Linked DNA regions of Mus musculus: region 2 is linked to region 1. The links are chromatin contacts, called in public Hi-C maps. All regions are on one chromosome and are shown on one strand. Each heading gives the region's core, a stretch centred on a gene start, on an enhancer-like site or on the middle of the called end of the contact. The rest is flanking DNA. Distances are from core to core; before and after follow the strand shown. Region 1 holds the start of Utp23 (UTP23 small subunit processome component). Region 2 holds the start of Mtbp (Mdm2, transformed 3T3 cell double minute p53 binding protein).

Evidence for each region. A called contact is a pair of places that touch in the nucleus more often than the background predicts.
Region 2: a Hi-C map of B cells shows a contact between it and region 1, with 5 read pairs. The contact joins the promoter of Mtbp here to the promoter of Utp23 in region 1. A contact is called at or near these places in 2 of 484 Hi-C or Micro-C datasets (B cells and CD4 T cells).

What each region holds. Positions count from the first base shown.
Region 1 is chr15:51,874,680-51,879,663 of GRCm38.p6, reverse strand. It overlaps Utp23 (UTP23 small subunit processome component), which reads right to left and starts at 2,223. Exons shown (of 3, transcript NM_030132.5): 1 at 1,954-2,223. The coding sequence starts at 2,141.
Region 2 is chr15:55,554,600-55,559,583 of GRCm38.p6, reverse strand. It overlaps Mtbp (Mdm2, transformed 3T3 cell double minute p53 binding protein), which reads right to left and starts at 2,176. Exons shown (of 22, transcript NM_134092.3): 1 at 1,847-2,176; 2 at 1,003-1,083. The coding sequence starts at 1,964. It overlaps Mrpl13 (mitochondrial ribosomal protein L13), which reads left to right and starts at 2,272. Exons shown (of 7, transcript NM_026759.3): 1 at 2,272-2,326; 2 at 4,141-4,264. The coding sequence starts at 2,300.

The DNA of each region.
Region 1 (4,984 bases), core at 974-3,473:
GGGCTACACAGAGAAATCTTGTATAAAACAAACAAACAAAAAACCAAAACAACAACAACAAAAAACCAACCAACTAAACAAACAAAATCCCAAACCACAAAAAAAACAAAAATTCCCAAAGTTAAGTGGTTGTTGTCCTTTCTCTTCTTCCTCCTTGAGAATGGCTCTTGCCAGGCCTTCTTCAAACTCATGGTACTCCTCCTGACTCAGCCTTGCAGAGTATTTGTATCACAGGTGTAACCTCCCTTGAGTGACTCCGTAGTTGAAGTCCTTGGGGAACTATGACATGTACATGTAGTACTTCCCGCCTGGTTGTATCACAGCACGGGACTGTTAGTATTGGTATGGCACGTGGGAGGAAACAAACTACTTACATTCAGAAGCAGCTAATCCAGGGACAGAGGCTGTTAAAAGCTGTACAGGCAGCTCCTAAGGCTAAAGGGATCATATTTAAAAGTTTGTGTGTGTTGGGCTGGGTGATGGTGGTGCCACACACCTTTAATCCCAGATTTCAGAAGGCAGAGGCAGGAGAATCTCTGAGTTCAAGGCCATCCTGATATACAAAGTGAGTTCCAGGGCAGCCAGGGATACACAGGGAAACCCTGTTTTGAAACCATCACCTAGACTCCAAAAAAAAAAAAAATTTTTTTTATGTATATGTGGGTGGTTAGCTGTAGAGGCCAGAAGAGGGTGTTGGAGCCCCTGGAGCTGGAGTTACAAGCAGTTGTGAGACCCCTGACAGTGATGCTAGGAACCATCTCAGGTCCTCTGGAAGGGCAGGAAGCATGCTTAACAACTGAGCCATCTTTCCAGCCTGAGATTAAAACTTTGAGGTTATCTGCAACTCGGAAAGAGCATTACTTAAGAAATTCTAAATGTGGAAGGCTGTTTACTGCAAAGTAGAACATGAACAGCACACGTCACGGCTTGACTCGGACAAATGTATAAAGAACACCTTAACTGGCTATTTGTAAGCTGTAGTTGAACTCAATTTATTTACTTAAATAAATATTCCACAAAAACTACTAAAATTCTTATTCATGGTCTAGCTTCAGTTTACCTTTTCCCTATTTTCATGTCCCATAATATTAGATATAATATATATCTTCAAGTCCCAAAATTAAATATGGTTCAGGCATCAACCAATTCTATTTGTTCAAAAGTTCTCTAAAACAATAACATTACTATTTCTATCATTGAAAACAGACATTTCCTCCTCAGTTCTAAACAAGCCTCAGAGGGGGTCGAACATCGATTCTATGAGACCTTTTAAAATAACCCCCACCCGCACCCCCCACGCCCACCCCTCTCACACACTCCTGCTCCCGGGTGTGCTACCCTAGGTGTGCTCTCTTACATGAAGTGAGGAGGCACAGATGTGGAGTGAAAAACAGCCATCAGGAGTTGACTTTACAGCCCATGAAGGCTAAGGCTAGGCCTTCGTCTTGCCCACTAAGGTGTCCTCAGGGTCTGGAGCAGTGATTGCCATTTGGTTGGTACTTTAAAAATGGCCTTGGGTAAAGTTTTTAATATCTCCAGCCTTGACTTCTTTTCCTAGGAATTGAAGATAAAACCTCACTGGCAGTTGGAAGGCTTGAAAACCTTTGGGTTATAAGTAACAACCGCCACAGAATGGGTGTTAGCTTTTGGATGTTGAGAAATGTCCAATGTAAATGATACCTCACGTGACTTTATATCAACTTTGAAGAAGTTATGCTCTCTACAGCTACACCATTTCTTGCCTGAGACCACACAGCTGGTTTTAATTGGAACCAGAAGTCCAAGTCAGGTCCACATGTTACCTGTTCTGATTTTTCTCAGAAATAACTGAATATTCACAAGGCACAGTACCATCTGCCTGACTTTTCGGTCAGTCGCGGCCCAAGGTAACCGACTTGGTTGGCACCGTGGAGAACTCTGGGCCACACCCGCGACCCCGCCCCGCAGACCCACCTCGTGGTGCACAGCTGGGTCTCTCCCATAAGGTAGCGGGGCAGCTGGTCCCGCAGCTGGATGCGACCCCGCAGCGCCGCCTGGCAGAAAGTGCCATCCAGAAGGATCTGGTAGGGCTCGCGGACTCCGAAATTGTTGCGGAAAAAGCCGAGATGCTTCTTGGCGTGTTTCTGCCTGGTGATCTTCATGCCTGTTTAAGCCACCGGACTCACCGGCACCAGCCTCACTTCCGCACTCCTAGAAATTTGTATTTCCCGGAACGAAGCCCCTTCGACCCGGAAGTACACTCCCTTATTTCCACAGCCCGCCTCTCGGATTCTGTAGTTCGCAAAGGAACGACCACTCCCACTTCCTAGCGCGAGCTTTAGGGGGCGGAGCTTTCTGTGCAGAGGAGCCTCGGAGTGCGCAAATTGGCGCAGGTTGGCACATGCACACTCGCGAGCTGGACTAATAGTCCTTGCTTTGTGTAGCTCTTTGCCTGACACTTAGGAAGTCTCTAAAAGACTAGTAATATGAAAATAACTAATTATGGTACCATTGACCCAGGCACTTTGTAACTTGCCATTCACTATGTATCATTCCCAAGAATGTTTTTAGTTTCCAAGTGAAGAAAATGAGCCAAGGTTGGACGACCTTAACTTGGGAGGTTTTGCTGGTCTTCAAGGAAGCAAAGGGCACGTGGTTCCTAAGCGTCTGGAGCTCACACTGACTCCTTGATGTTCACGGGTATTTTACAACACCTTACGAATGAACTGATTCTATGGTAAAAAGGTGTTACCCAAATTGACAGCACAGTCTCTAACTCATCCTGGAGAACCCAATTGACATAAATTTGCTGGTTGTGGTGGCGTACACATCTTTAATCCCAGGAGGCAGAGGCAAGAAGGTTTCTGAGTTCCAGGACAGCCTGATCTTCATAGTGAGTTCCAAAGCAGCCAGAGTTACACATTGAGATCTTCTCTTGGAAAACAAATAAACTAAACAGCCAAATTAATATTTAAAAAAAGGATTTCCATAGTGTGGCCAAACGGAGGTGCCAGTCATTATGACAGTCAATCTCTGAGGTCCTGAAGTGAAATTAAAGTGTACATAGGTAGCCAGGGACATGAATATCTAACTCATTGGTTCTCAACCTGCCTAATATAGCCCTTTAATATATTTCCTCAAGTGTGGTGTGTGTCAATCATAAAATCAATTTCATTGCTACTTCATAACTGTAACATTGTTGCTGCTATGATTCATAATGCCAATATCTGCGTTTTCTGATGGTATTAGGAGACCCTGTGAAAGAGTCTTTTGAACCTCAAGGGCTCAGGACCCACAGGTTGAGAAATGCTGAATTCTAACCAACCTTGGTTAATATGTGGCACTGTCCATCATTTTTTAAGACTTTGGTCCTACCCTGGAAGGTGTTCTAAGAAGGCATTAAGACTGGGAAATCTCTTTCCCAGAAGACAAATTAAATTCCCTCTTGGTGTCAGGCTCTGCGTCTTTTCCTTCTTCCAGCATGAAATTGCCATTTCTTAGGGTCAGTTGTTTCAATTTGAGGGACACGAAAGAATATCTTCAAGTTCTGCTGGGCCAGTTACAGAGCCATTATTTGTATCTTCTCATCCCAAAGCCAAGCCTGAGTGCCTCAGTGTTTTAGGAGAATTTCCAAGAGTTTCATTTCCCGAAAGTTTGTTGAGTTGGAGGCCTGATCTCAATTTCATAGACGTTTTTCTGTCCGGAGTTTCTAACATAGGAAAAATACATACTGGGTTAAAATTGAAAGACACACACACACACACACACACACACACACACACACCCCTAATTTAAATACTTTCGAAGTTACTTAACCAATTTAGTTAAATGAAGACAATGAATAAGGAGTTTTCAAATTTGATTAACTGTGTAGGGTATCCACTCTAAGGTAAAAGAATCAAAGACTGGAGAGTATGGAGTTTGCATTTTTGTCTCTGGCTGGAATCTGTCCCAGATCTAGTCTTGGCCAATTTGGCCAAAGATTGAAGGAACTTTTTTTTTTTAATGACTTATAATGTGATTGAAATGTATTGCTTGCATTTGGCCCTTTATTTCAATTTATAGGTTTATGGAATTGAACTAAGGTACTCTATAAAGTCAGTCCTGACCTGAAACCCAGTACTACCATGAGATGGCTGCTTTCATTTAATGGAAAATAAAATTAGGGGTTTGAAATCATGAGATGCTGTAGAAGGGCTGGTTTCATAGTCCTTAAGCATAATTGTCAGTATTTTCTACTTTAATCCTTCCTTTATCCCTGTATGCACACTCTCTGCCCTGAATGGACTCTCATGACAAAGAAATATCATCCCAACCTCGTAAAACAATTAAAAGCTTTAAAAACAAAAAACAAAAAAAAAAGACTTTCTTTCTACCTAGATCTAACTTCTAGTCACTTTTTAGTTCTAAAAAGATATGGGATGCCACTAAAAATTTGAATCATATTCTAGGGTGTTTTGTTGTTGTTGTTATTGTTTTTTATTTTAATTTGCGGAACTACATCATAGTCTTTTCCAAGTTCTATGTTTGACTGCCAATTTGCACACTTATCCTTCTTACCAAGTACAAGAGAGCCTTGTAACAGTGATCATCAAGTTTGGAATCATTTTCTATTGACTTAAAAACCAAAACAAAACATTGTCCCTGGGTATGTAGGGAAAGCCTTAGGGCGCTTGCTTAAGATAGCCATTTCTATAGCAGCTTGAAGTTCTGAGACTCTCCCAGGTGGCACCTGAAATATGCATAGTAATGAACTCTACATAGGCTGTGTTTTTTCTGACATATACAGGCCCGTGATAAATTTTAAGTCATAAATTAATCACAGTAGGAAACTGGCAGCACCAATAAAACAAAGCAGCTAACACTGGAGTAAGACTTCTGTGGAGGTCTCTTCTCAATGCCTCTGTGTAAGATGAGATTTTTGCTTTCAATGTCCAGCTACCTCCTAAGTGACTACCAGGTAGGTAGTATTCAGACAGAAAGGCACATTTATTATGAAAATTTC
Region 2 (4,984 bases), core at 927-3,426, 3.7 Mb before region 1:
TCCAAGCAGAGTGAATACTTTCATGAGAACCCAGTCTAGAATGTTTTAAAGAATTCGCTAAACTTTACCAACTTCAGAAATTAATAAGAGTACCATTAGAACGTGGACAACAGGCTAGTACAGTGCCTACATACTGGAAATCAATCCTTAGTGGTGAGAGCTGCCCCCGAGACTAGAGGTTCTCCAATAAGGAAGGGAGCCGATTATAACAGAATCATGAGAGCTGCAGCTCTCAAAAGGAGGCTATTTTTTCCTGCCAACTATAGACACTTCCTTCAGCTTGTAGGATCTGATCTGTCTCCATATTCATATTTTCTGGGCCTTAAAGGATATTATCAGATGGAGAAGTAAAAGAGAAGAAAATTATCAAATACATTTACAAATAGATATATTTGTAAAGTACCAATAGAACTAAAAGTAGGGAAGATTTCTTGCCCCCCCCCCAAAAAAAAAAGTAGTGAGAACTTCAGAAAGTCAAAGCAGATGACTCAAAGCTGTTTTTGCTTTAAGAGAATCAGTAAAATAGACAGGAAAACAACACCCACATGTGGTAAAGAAGGCAGAGTGGGAGCTGTAACGGGTTGTCTTTACTCAAGACAAGAACCCTTCCACAAGCAGGGCAGTGGTGGCACATGCCTTTAATCCCAGCACTTGGGAAGACAGAAGCAGGCAGATCTCTGTGAGTTCAAGGCCAGGCCGGTCTACAGATAAAGAGTTCCAGGAGAGCAAGGGTTATATGGAAGCAAAACTCTCACAATGGGAACCCAGAATAACTTTTATAAAAACTTACAACATTCAAATATCAGGAAGGAATAGTAATGTAGTTGAGGTTTTCTTTAAGATACCCCCATAGCCCTGTGCCTCTCAAGTCAACAAGTCTTTCTTGTACTCCTAGGTTATCAAACTGACTGATTTCCAAAAAAATGCTGTGTCAGACTTTGGGGGTGGGGGGTGGTGGTGGATAGGAGAGGAATTTCATTACCATTACACTTCTGTACTTACCAGGGAATGTACTGTCATCTGGATGGATTGAATCGCTGATGCTTCTCTTCAAGAGGTGATAAATATTGGTTGCGGTCAAATCTATAAAAATAAAGACCTGACTCAGTCATCTAACTCAAGAGTTAACATAATCTAGGGCCTGTTTCCATTTCACTATCAGAGGATCTGAAGGCCAGTAAGTTGTAGACAGAATACATGTTGACCAAGTCTATTCAAGTGCTGACACCGCAGAGAAAACAGCCAAGTCTCCTCATTTGTATATGCTAATCAGTAACAAGAAATCAAAACTTCCTTCCAAAAGAAGTATATACGAACTATATACATTTCTTCCTAAAAATGTCTGCTTAATCAAAACAAGGAAAACGTAATATTGAGATTAGTCAAGTACGCCAAAAAAGCAATGCAGCTAAAATCTTTTAAAGCTGGTCATTTCTCTTTTTTTAGTGTGGAATGTTTCCTTCATAGAATGTAAAACTCAGATCTGCAGAACCTATCATTTCTTTCTGTGCTTTCTTCAAGGTGGTAGGAACGCCAAGGGACACTTCTTTCTGCAAGCATACCTTCCCTAAAAGCAAAAATTCGATGACTATGCCACCAGAAGATTCAACCAGGCAAATATTCAGTTCACCAAGCACTTGGGACACTGGCATCTAATACCCACAACTTTATATCTTTTCCATTGACATACTACTGCTCAGTTCTTATAGAAACTACTTCAGAGAGTTAGTTGCACGTTCCCGGGACCATTCGACCTATGCGCCTCCCTCCGGGATTTCATCAGAAACTCAAATCCTTCGCTTCCCCGCCGCCGGTCGTTCCCGCCTCTTCTCCGCCCAGAGCTTACCGGGCTGTTTGTCGGTGCTCTCCAGGGATGTCGCCTCAGTGCCAGGCTCGATCTCCCCACCCGCCACGGATCGAAACTTCCCTTCCCTCCAGGTGACCAGCAGCAAGTACCGATCCATCCTCTTCGCGCCCGGACTCAGTGTTAGGTCTCAAAAGAGCCGCGCGCAACGTGCACTTCCGGTTTCCTGCCGCTCAGGTTGGCTGCAAAATAATGTCCTACGTCGGTTTTCCCGCCAATTATTGTGGGAAATTATTCTCTCAGGAGCCACACTCTCTGCTCCTCTCATAACGAAACCGCTACCGGCGGGGACCCGAGTGTGGCGGGGAAGCAGATGAGCGCACGCGACGGCAGTAGGAACCTTCATGCTCGGGTGTCTGTGTTTCCCGCCGGACCCGTGGTGCTGGTTCCCCGGCGGGGCGGGTGCAAAGTAAAGGACGCCGCGGGTCGGAGAGCATGTCCAGCTTCTCTAGGGCGCCCCAGGTGAGTTTGCGCGTTTCGGGCAGGATAGTGTGCTCAGTACGCTGGCGAAAATGAAGAGCAGTGTTCACAGGGATTTAGTGCAGAAGCTGAGCTTTCAGGGAAGCTGACACCCGTACCCAAGAAATGCTTTAGGAGTCACTTACCAGAGGGTTGTGAGTCTGCCTACCACTTGATATCTTTGTTTTGGCTCCTTTCTCTCCTCAGTCTGCCCCTTTCGTGTCTTTTGTTCCTTGCGGAAAGAGAGCTAAAGTGAAATAATAGGTTGAATGACGTGGGGCAGTAAAAACCACTAAAAGATGTTTATTTTTGTTTAGTACAGTAGGGGAGGGGGAAGGGAAGGTGTGGAGCTGTAGCTGATGTAGCGTAGCATGCCTGGGTTCCATCCCCAACACCGCATAAACCTGGAATTATGGTGCACGCATGTTATCCTAGCACTTGGGAGGTGGAGGGAGAAAGATCCGAAGTTCAAGGCCAGCCTTCTCCGATACTTAGTGAGCTTGAAGTCAAGCCTGCGCTGCTTAAGACTGTTTATAAAGAATGAAGACCTGTTGTAGAGTTTTGACCTAGAAGTCTTAGGCATCAGAAGGATCAAGCAAGCACTCAAGCCGCCAGGTGGAAGATAAACTGTTCACAGATGGGAGATCTTTGAAGGGCTAAAGGGAGAATTCAGTTAGAATTCTATTTTAGTGTACCACACAAAATACTCATTTTACAAGTCAGGCTGAAACATTGGAGTTCTAAGAAGTCCACAATATATATTAAAGATTTGAATGTGGGTGTAAAGAGAAACAAGAATAACTTTTAAGAATTCTGGTTTGGGCAACCGGAAGGCTGACTCATAGGGAATACTGAAACTGAAGCAGATTCTAGATAGAAGAGAAAGAATTAGTTTCTGATATGTTAATCCAAGACAACTCCTAGCCTAACACTACTTGAAGTACATTTCCTTTAAATGTAGTTGTTACCTGTCTATAATCAGGTAAATAACAGATGTGAATATTTAAAACTTTGACAGCAAGTTGACATGTGGCAGTATTTCTATTATTTATCAAGCTTTTTTAAAGTATTAGTTCACATGGAATGTGGTAAACTTGTCTTTTGCGTATGCATAGGCTAGTTTAAAATTTAGGATAACTAATATGAAACCACAAGCTTATAAGTGTATTTTTCTAGCATATAATCCTTGTGTATATGCATATGAAAGTACCTGGACAAGATCTTTCTGGAATAGAGATAATTTCCTTAGTTTGGAGGCATTGAAGACAGTGATTTTATCAGATGACCTAAAGATGTCTTGGAAGACAGGCCTGTAATACCAGCTATTCTAGAGAATGAAGTGGGGATAGTTGTAATTTCAAGCCTTTGGCGGGTACAGGGTGAACTCGAGGCTAAGCTGAGTAACTTGGTGAGACTCTTGTCTCAAAAGCATGAAAGGGGTTAGTGATGGGTCTCAGTGGTAGAGTGCTTGCCTGGTTTCTCAGTTCTCACACACACATAGACATACTGAATCTAAGCTATACTGCTCTGATTGCATAGTTGTGTTTAGCTCTCCTAGAACTGAGTTCTTGAATAATCTTCAGTTGGCAGTTGGCCACTCAGCTTTCTGTGTAACATGCCTTACTATCTTAATGCCATAACAAGAAAAGACCTCAGAACTGGTAATGGAAACAAATTACACACCCACACAAACTAGTGATAGTCTGTTTTTCAAAGTAATTGCTGGCATTAGTTATAGAATACCCATAATAGTGTATAGTAATGGTTTTAATTGTTTCCATTTTAACTAGAATTTTCTTATTCTCTTTATTTCCTAGCAATGGGCCACTTTTGCTCGAATGTGGTATCTCTTAGATGGCAAAATGCAGCCCCCTGGCAAACTTGCGGTTATAGCATCCAACAAACTGCAAGGATTAAATAAACCAGTGTACCATCAGCTGAGTAAGTACTGCCTTAGATCCGTCATGGGCAGCCGTGCTTTACAACTCCAGAATAGGAACTTCATGAGGTTTCACGGGACTGTGTTCAAGGGCTCCTTTCTGCGTGTATATAAAGATTCTCTATTCTATTCCTTCTGGAAGACCTCATCAGGTGCTAAACTGAATTTGATGGTGTGTGTGTGTTTTAAACAGTCCCATTTGATACTATTACTAAACAAAAACCCACCAGTAACCTTACTTGCACTCCAGTGCTGTCCTGATTTCCACTGTAAATTGAGTTTCCCTTCTTCCACTAGTCTCTTCTCATGACGACATGCCTTTGAGTGGAGAGGTTTTAATAGATGTTGCCTATTTTCTAAAATTTTTCCCCTGGGAAGGTAGAGCCAGCTTGATGTGATAAGTTGCCTTTCACTCTTGAATTGAAGATTTGTTTCTGTATGCTGTTTATAAAATAAACTTTTCATTCTAGAAGAGTTTTGCTTGTAGGCATTTCGACATGACCTTTTACTGAGGCATTTTCCTGTCATATCCAAATTTTCCTCACACTGAAATGTGGACACATCCTAGTGTGCAGTCTTTGGACCTCTTCTCATTCATTAAGTTGCTGATTTCTGCCTCAGATCTCTAAAACCTATGTGTATGATAATACTTCCATATGCCCGTCTCTGTTTTTGACCTGTATGCTGAACTCTGAACCTACTGTCTGCTCAGCATGTCCTCT